2 separate regions of the Oryzias latipes genome follow, and region 2 is linked to region 1. A link is a contact called in public Hi-C data. All regions are on one chromosome and are shown on one strand. The core of a region is the stretch at or near the end of the contact, and the rest is flanking DNA. Distances in the headings are between cores, read along the strand shown.

Region 1 (4,689 bases), core at 1,694-4,193:
GGAGACTAGAAAGCTAGTCAATTCAAACCCTCAGAATCAGATAGAACATCTGCCCAGAATCCAAGTGTTTTGCCCTCCTTCTGCTGCCCGTTATTTCCTGGTGGGCTGAGATCTGGAGTGAACATGTTCCCCATGTCTGAAACAGTCAGAGCCTTGGAAGAAAATTGGATTTCAAATTTACTACTTAGCTTTAAAACTTGTATTAGCTTTGAACCTAACATACAGTAGTTTCTGGCAATTAATGGCAAATAATTTACTGTTGAATGGAACTATGGTTTCTGTCAATAATGTACCATCTGAGATAGTCCTCCAAAGCGTGCTTCTCACAAGTCCTCACAACCCGGAGCATCCAGGTGCTGTTTAGCAAAATTATCTTTTTGGAAAGATTCGTCTGATTCTGTGTCCAGGACCTATAAGAAAAATAAATGGTTTATCCTAGGAAAAACAAACAAAATAACATCAATTAGCCATAAAAAAAATAAAGATATAGGGAAAAAATCAATCAATAATTAACAGCATTTCATCAAAACATCAAAACAAAGCTCTTCCCCAAAACAATATTTTATCGAAGCATTCCGTTTAATTTCAAACCAACAATTACAACCATCATTTTTTAGAAAAAAAATATTACGTTTACATTTGTATGGATTATATTTGTGCCAGATCTTTGAATCCACTTGTGGATTAAAAGTGGCCGGGATAGGCTCCAGCAGCCCCGTGACCCCGAAAGGAACAAAACGGAATAGAAAATGAATGAATGAATGAATCTTTTAATCCTTAAAAAGTACCAGGATTTCGACTTTTTGGGACCAGCAGGTACTTCCTGTTTGAACCGCGGTCGAGTGAGCCGACATCTGCGGAAGTGCGGTCTCGCTAGCCGTCACTGACTTTTGCATGCGGGTTTACATCATAGTTTACGGTACACACCTCCAGCGAGCTGAAAAGACGGTATAAAGCACTAATATCACCTATGTCACAGTTACCCATTATCAATTAACATGTACTGTGCTCTGAAATCAAAGAGAGCTATTGTAAGCCCTATATTGTTATTTGATCTACAAATGTATTCATTTGGATTGCACGTCTGTTCATTCCATAATAAACTACCAGAAATAATGTGTTTGTCTGAAATATAATCAAACAGACAGATTCTAAAAGTGAGCTTTAACACTGACAAGAGTGTTTTGTGGGTTGTTGAGCATGTCATGGAATGGAATCAAACAGAAATGAAGAAACTCCACGTAAAAAGGGAACATCTGGTCCTGTCAACTCTTTCTAAAGTTGCTTCATTTAAGGTGAGGCAAAACTTTCACTGGATTAATGTTGGTAATGTTGTTCACGATCATCTCAGCAAGTTTGAGGAAAAGTGACTAGGGAAAATGAGAGAAATTGACATTATAGTCCAATTCAGCCTCCCTCATTTATAGTTAGAGTGTACGTGAACCATCCAAAATACCACTTTATCAAAAGGTGACGCAAAACGTTCACTGGATTATTGTTGGTAATGATGTTCATGATCATCAACAGCAAGTTTAAAGAAGATTGACTGGAGAAAAATAGAGATATTAAAGTTATAGTAGACCTGAGCATTCTGCCTTTATAGTTAAAGTATAAAATGTGAACCATCCAAAATACCACTTTTTTCAAAGGTGACGCAAAACTTTCTCTGGATTATTGTTGGTAATGATGTTCACTAACATCACAGCAAGTTTGAAGAAGATTGACTGTGGAAAAGTAGACAAATTAAAGTTATAGTACACCCAAGCATCCTGCATTTATAGTCATAGTATAACATGTGAACCATCCAAAATACCACTTTTTTCAAAAGATGATGTAAAACTTTCACTGGATTATTGTTGGTAATGATGTTCATGATAATCACAGCAAGTTTGAAGAAAATTGACTGGAGAAAATTAGAGAAATTCACATTATAGACCAATTCAGGCCTCCTCATTCATAACATGTTTATTAACCTCCATTTTAGGTATTACATGGTAAGAGTATTTTTTGCAGTCAATTTTCATCAAACTTGCTGTGATGATCATGAACATCATTACCAACAATAATCCATTGAAAGTTTTTCGACACCTTTTGATAAAGTGGCATTTTGAATGGTTCACATATTAAACTCTATCCATGAATGAAGGAGGCTGAATTAGACTATAATGTCAATATCACTAATAATCTCCAGTCAAATTGCTCCAAACTTGCTGAGATGATCATGAACAAAATTACCAACAATAATCCAGTGAAAGTTTTGCCTCACCTTAAATGAAGCAACTTTAGAAAGAGTTGACAGGACCAGATGTTCCCTTTTTACGTGGAGTTTCTTCATTTCTGTTTGATTCCATTCCATGACATGCTCAACAACCCACAAAACACTCTTGTCAGTGTTAAAGCTCACTTTTAGAATCTGTCTGTTTGATTATATTTCAGACAAACACATTATTTCTGGTAGTTTATCATGGAGTGAACAGATGTGCAATCCAAATGAATACATTTGTTCATCAAATAACAATATAGGGCTTGCAATAGCTCTCTTTGATTTCAGAGCACAGTCCATGTTATTTGATAATATGTAACTGTGCCATGGGTGATATTAGCGCTTTATACCGTCTTTTCAGCTCGCTGGGGGTGTGTACCGTAAAGTATGAGGTAAACGCGCATGCAAAAAGTCAGTGACGGCTAGCGAGACCGCACTTCCGCAGATGTCGGCTCACTCGACCGCGGTCTGTTTGAGGGGTATTGCCAAGGACCCACACTGGATGAGGCCCATCACGAACCCTGGTTTCACACCCGCCACTCCTGCACTTCACTAACCGAGCCATCCCGCAGCTAAAACAACTAAATAAAGCTACTGTACGCAAACAGAATTCATTGTATGTTTCCCTCGTTGGGAGCGCTTTACATTGAAAGGGCGCGGGTGTTAGCGTCAGCAGGATGGCGGTCACGTGAAAACTCCTGTCACGTGACACGAGTAGGAACAAAATGGCCGCGACCGGAGACGAAGCTGCAGCAATGGACAGCATTTCCAGGGAACCAGCGAGCCTCCCGGCGGCACTGGACGCTGCCGGCAGCAGCAGCAGCAGCGGGACTCCGGCGGAACACCCAGAGGCCGAAGCGGAAAACCCGGTGATCGCTCCGAAGAAAACCGGCGTCAGCAGTACGTGACTTTCACGTCCATCAGCGTCCGTCTTATGTTTACTGTGCATCCACCGTGTTTTTTTACTTGAGTAATGTATGAAAGAAAGGAGCGGGAATGGGAGAGTGTAACAAATGGCGCTGACTTCAGGTGATGGTGGTGTGGAAACAGCAGAGGAGGCTGTGGAGCCCGCAGAGCCGGACATCAACGAGTTGTGCTCCGATATGTTTGAAAAGATGGCCATCTTCCTCCAGGGAGAGCTAACTGGTACTTTCACCAACATTTATACTCTTTTTACTTCTTACTAGGTGGACTGAGATAAATACTTCTCATTTTAAACGACCTCCAGTGAGCCTTTAGGTCACAAGAGCAACCGAAGTATACTGTCCACATGAAATGACTCCTTTTCTAGATTAGGATTTTGTTTTAGTATTTTACATGCTGTCTGGTTGTTTATAGAATGTTTTTGAGTTGTTGGTAAAAGTCATAAACCAGAAAACCAATGCAGTCAACATGTCTTTATGTGACATTCCTAATCAAACCGGAGTCCAGGTTAAACTTTCATTGAAAGGGGCCGAGTCTCCAGAAAAGAGTGTGTTTATGAGACATTTAAGGTCACAACCATTTTTTTTACTCTGTCTTCTCATCTTCTGACCGTACCTGTCTTTTCAGCCACCTGCGAAGATTACAGTTTGTTGGAGAATATGAATAAGCTTACAAGTCTGAAATACATGGAAATGAAGGACATTAGTATCAACATTAGCCGCAATCTGCAAGATCTCAACAACAAGTGTAAGTAGAAAGTGGAATAAGGAAAGCCTAAATTGTCATCGTGTTTTTCATGAAACATGGTAGATGGTGGACTGCAGTCACAATAACCTGTTTTCTGTCTTGCTTTAAGGCTAAGCAGGGCAGGGACTAAACCTACAATCCTCTGATTGTAGGTTTAGTCCCTTATACACTACTCACAATAAGTTAGGGATATTGTGGAAAAACTCACAATATACAGTGTTCGTTTGACTAAACAGATTTTGGATCTTACTTACTGGCGCCAAAACCAAAAAATCCTAAAAGAACAACTTTTTCAGTGTGGCATCAGTGTCAACATTGTGTGAGTCTGAAAAGCAGATTTTTACCATTAAGTCATTCAAGGTTCATTATTCAAACATCCATGAACTAACAACGCCGCTTAATGGATGAGAAAGCGCCACCTGGCCATAGCGCCGTCAGGTTGGTAGTACACAGTTAGATGTTGCAGGTGAACTTGGTGAGTCTCAAAGTGTCATCAGCAGACTTGCATCAAGACCCAGAACTAGTGGCAGAGTTTGAGACACGGGAGTGATAGACCGGAACCTAAGGATCTCTGACATCAGACATGGTTTAGCAAATGCCACACAGCTACAGGCCCCTTTACCAGATGTGAGGGGTACTAGAGTTTTCAGAAAAACCATGCTCGCACAACATGCTCATTCTTGACTGGTGACAGTCGTTGCCATAAAAATGTTGGCTCAGACCACATGGACCAATCATATCTGGCTCCAACATGG
Region 2 (4,293 bases), core at 132-2,631, 170 kb after region 1:
TTACCCAGCAGGAGGCAGAAGATGTCAAGCGCCACCAGAAACTTCTTCTTACTGTTCCCAACACCGCTGCTGTTTAACGTCGAGGTTCCACCGTTCCTTGTCTCTTGGGCCATTGCTTTCTCATACATGTACTGTTGCATCGGAAAACTCTCAGTCCGTTCTCAGCTCAGAGTCCCACAGCGCGCAGGAGGAGAAACAGTCCTTCAGTCGATCTGGACGGACCCACAACAACAAGTCACATGCGGCCGAACGGCACGGAAACTTTGGACTGAGAAAGAATTGGCGCTGCGCATCAAGTGTCCTTCTCGTTATATCAACCCGTCTTCTCCTCCTCCCCCTTCCTCCCTGTAGGTTCTCGCTGCAGCCTCGGCCCTCCTCCTCCCTCCGCTAGCGGTGGGTAATCGCCCCCATCCCATAGTTCCGACACTGTCTGCGAAGAAAGGGGGGGCAACATACCCCCCTGTGGCCATGCGCGGTACTACAGGCGCACTGCTGAGAGCTGCGCGCTCCGGAGCGCTCCTATAGCAGTTCACAGTCACCCCAGTTCACCGGGACGCACGCACAACAGGGTCAGAGTGCGTGTGAGCGTGCGTGTGGGTTAAAAAGCAAAATAAATCTTCATTCAGTCGAAGCTATTTGCTTTGCTGCAGTTTCTTTTCTCCCGTTGTATCTTTTAAATACACTATGGTGTGGATAAAAACTCCAAATTTGATAACTAATTATGACATTTAATTAGGTACCATACATTCTTATACTGGTGTTTTAGTGGATACGACTCGCGCAAGTCATCTTATTTATTTATATAAATGTAACTTTCATGGCTAAAACAGTCCAGCAAATATCGAGTATATACTGCCATCTTCTGGCCAAATAGGAGAACTTCACTCTCTTTGGGCAGGAGTGAAAAGGGAGTTTTTAATTAGTTTAAGTGCGAAATTTCACAGTTTCACTCAGTTAGTTAAAAACATAATTAGGCCAACAAATAACAAAATTAGTTTTCGGAATCTTCTTTCACCATTTCATCCAAAGTAACATATTTGAAAGCATATATAAAGTTTTTTCATCTAAATGTAAATAAATACATAGTTATACAAGCCATGCGATGGGACAGACGGTGTAATTGGATTTTAGAAGAGCATAACAGCAGGGGGAATGTCTGGAACAGACGTTTGACCTTGAACGCAGCACTGGTTGAGCCTTTCACTCCACTATAAATGAGCCACATGTAGTTCAAATCTGTGGTTTGTTCCTAAACAAATGTAGAATTACTTCAACAGATATCAATGAGAAAGAAAGGACTTCAGGATGTGTCATTTGACTTGAAGCAGTAAAAGAAAGCGCAAAGCGCCTTAAGGCTGCATTTAGGTTCCTATTTTTAAAAAGATCAGCACGCGCTAGTCCAAACACTTCCACAGTGACGTAAATGAAGGTCTTTTGCGCTGGTTTTCCTCGTATCTTGGAGTGCCTGAGCTGAGCTCGTGCAGCTTTGTGCCTTCACCACAAGCAAAGCCGTTTTTCACGGAGGGTTAGGGGTTCGCTTCCTGAGAGGAACAACCCGTGGAAGCTCCGCGTGATGCTCGTTTCTTTTTTTCGGACAGCTGGCACCTGACCTCCACCAGACAAGCCGCCTCTCGCGGTCCTCCCGCCCCTCCGCGCGCGCACCGAGCAGCGCGGCCGTCGGTAACGGGAAGATGGCAGAGCGGCAACAGCAGAAGCACGAAGGCAGGGTCAAGATCGGACACTACATCCTCGGCGACACGCTGGGAGTGGGGACGTTTGGCAAAGTGAAGAGTTAAGTGGTGTGTTTGTGTCTGTCTGTGCGTGCGTGCGTGCGTGGCGGGGCTCGGTTCGGAGCGGTTCGCCCTCTGAGTGGACCGCGTGAACTTGACTCGGAGAAGTTAGCGTAGCCGCTCGGTGCTGCGCAGCTAACGGTCGACGTCAGGGGCGTAACTTTGATCTGGGAATGGGGCCGCTTCAAAGTCAAACATGCGCCGCGTGCGCAGCCCCGCGCGCCGCCGGAGCAGGTACCGAGCAGCTGGATGGGGTCATTTCTGAAGCCGTTCCGGCCCAATAATAGGGGGGTTGCCCGTCTGTGATAAAACACCCCCCCCTTCCCCCGCCCAGATCGGCGGCTAGGGTTCTCCTGGTTCGGTGTCCGGAGCGCCCAGGTCAACCCAACAGAACCGCTACCGTACAGAGCTTTCACGGCCAACCCGCGTTTGCTTTGGTTCTGGTGGTCTCACCGTCAAAAGAAAGGTGGACTTGAAGCATTTTTCCCATGAGTCCCATCCCCTCCTTCTCTCTGGGGGGTCATGTGAAAGGAGAGCCCACCTCAGATCTGGATTCACGTGGCTGTCTGGGCTTTGAAACAGGCAGAGAGAAAGTTACAGGTCGTTGGACCATCAGGACAAGCAGAACTGATCCTAACAAGGTTTTTATCCTTCCAGCTCCCTTTGCTCTGTGGTCTAAAAGGCCTGTCTGTCCCCTCATGTCTGCTGCAGTTGGAGAGCATCAGCTGACTGGACATAAAGTGGCCGTGAAGATCCTGAACAGACAGAGGATCCGAAGCCTCGATGTTGTGGGAAAGATCAAACGGGAGATCCAGAACCTCAAACTCTTCAGACACCCGCACATCATCAAGCTGTAAGTGGTCCCTCTAAGACTTCAAGCGGCTGCTGGAATGAAGGCCTGCTCGGCTTCAGCTCTTGGCGTTTTTGTCTCTGTTGGACACCGCGGCGGCTGCTCTTTGAAGAGCTCGCTCACACACTTCACAAGCTGGACCACACACTCAGTGCCCTCCTGTTTACACGCTGCCTTCAATCCTCCTCCATGCCTCTTGTATTTTTCTGGAAGAATGTTGTCCTACTTTTCATTGTGAAGCGTTGTGAGCGGGGATCTTTAGGCCACACCCGATCGTCTGAAGGCTCAGGTGACCCGTGCAGCACCTGCAGAAACATTCCCCACATTTTTAGTGTTGTAGTGCTCTGTGTGGGGCTCAGATTGAGTTGTGTTGTACACATTCTCCGACCCTTGTGTGTGATTCAGGAAGACTAAATAACATTGAGCGACAACAACAATGAGGCCTCTGCTTTTGTTCCAGATACCAGGTAATCAGTACTCCAACAGATTTCTTCATGGTGATGGAGTACGTGTCTGGAGGGGAGCTGTTTGACTACATCTGCAAAAATGGGCGGGTGAGGCTTTTCCATCCTCCGTCTGTGTTCATCTGCTGTTCAAGTGATGTCCTAGCTGCCATTTGACCCTGGACTTCAGAGATCCGTCATCCTAATTCATAACTAGAAGGATCTGCATTTCCAGAAGAAAATGGGGTTGAATGCTATATTGCTGAATGAAAATGAAACTTAAAGGGTAATAATTGGCAAAAAAAAATAAAAGAAAGAAATGATCAAAGTAGACCATAATTAAAGGGAAAACAGCACAATAGCAAAAAAGATGACTTGTGAAAAACGCCAGCGAGATTCTGCACCAAGGATTCCCCATGTATTTCAATGGAGGCAAAAATCCTGGAATATCTTGAAAAGTTCAAGGATTTAAAGGACTAAAAGTCATAGCTGGAAAAAGCTGAAAGGCCTGAATAGTTCAATGAATAAAACAGCGGAAAAATTGTAGGAATTAAGCGACAAAATATGGCGGAAGATACTATAATAAAGAAAAAAGAGAAACAGGAAAACAATGGGTTGAATAATTTATAGCACTCAACCTACTAGGAGACTTTGTGGTTTCGTGATCCCAGTCATATCAGACACATCAATTTAACTTTGATGCTGTTTTGGTTTAATCATAGTTTGTCTTTAAATATCAGCCTCCATGGCTTTTATTTTCAGAGCTGCACACATAAAACCATGATCCGACAGTTTTCTCTATCTGTTTATTTAGAATTTTAGTCCTTTTTTTTTCTCAAGCTCTTGCTTTTCTGTTTCCCTGTCAACACTGTGTAACCCTTGTGCTATAGGCACTTAAACGTTGGGAGTTGGGTCATCTAGACCCACTAGACAGTGCTCTGAACCTTTTTTCTTCAATGATTTGTGATCTTCACTGGTGTCCATGGATTACATGAAATCTTTCCACCTTTATCCACCTTTGTCATGGTAGGGAGAACACGTCAATGGAAGGGGGGGGGGGGTCATCTAAGATAACAGAAGGGTTAATCACGTCTCGGTTCTCAGAAGTTCTCAGTTAAAACCCAACTATAGCCCATCCTATTGCAGCCTTTCAGAGCAATTCCCGGGCTTCAACAGTACCAGACAAAACACCGGAATTTCCACAACATTT

The links. Hi-C and Micro-C count contacts between places; a contact is called where the count stands out from the background.
Region 2: a Hi-C map of embryo shows a contact between it and region 1, with 5 times the contacts expected there. The contact joins the promoter of prkaa2 here to the promoter of bloc1s2 in region 1. A contact is called at or near these places in 4 of 5 Hi-C or Micro-C datasets (embryo and fibroblasts).

What each region holds. Positions count from the first base shown.
Region 1 is chr4:3,359,943-3,364,631 of ASM223467v1, forward strand. bloc1s2 (biogenesis of lysosome-related organelles complex 1 subunit 2) reads left to right here and starts at 2,944. Exons shown (of 5, transcript XM_004067616.4): 1 at 2,944-3,163; 2 at 3,293-3,409; 3 at 3,815-3,934. The coding sequence starts at 2,989. It overlaps LOC105353875 (a long non-coding RNA gene), which reads right to left and starts at 420. Exons shown (of 3, transcript XR_002873143.1): 1 at 294-420; 2 at 29-152.
Region 2 is chr4:3,531,007-3,535,299 of ASM223467v1, forward strand. prkaa2 (5'-AMP-activated protein kinase catalytic subunit alpha-2) reads left to right here and starts at 1,382. Exons shown (of 10, transcript XM_004067619.4): 1 at 1,382-1,791; 2 at 2,502-2,643; 3 at 3,101-3,194. The coding sequence starts at 1,692. plpp3 (phospholipid phosphatase 3) reads right to left here and starts at 1,046. Exons shown (of 7, transcript XM_004067618.3): 1 at 5-1,046. The coding sequence starts at 140.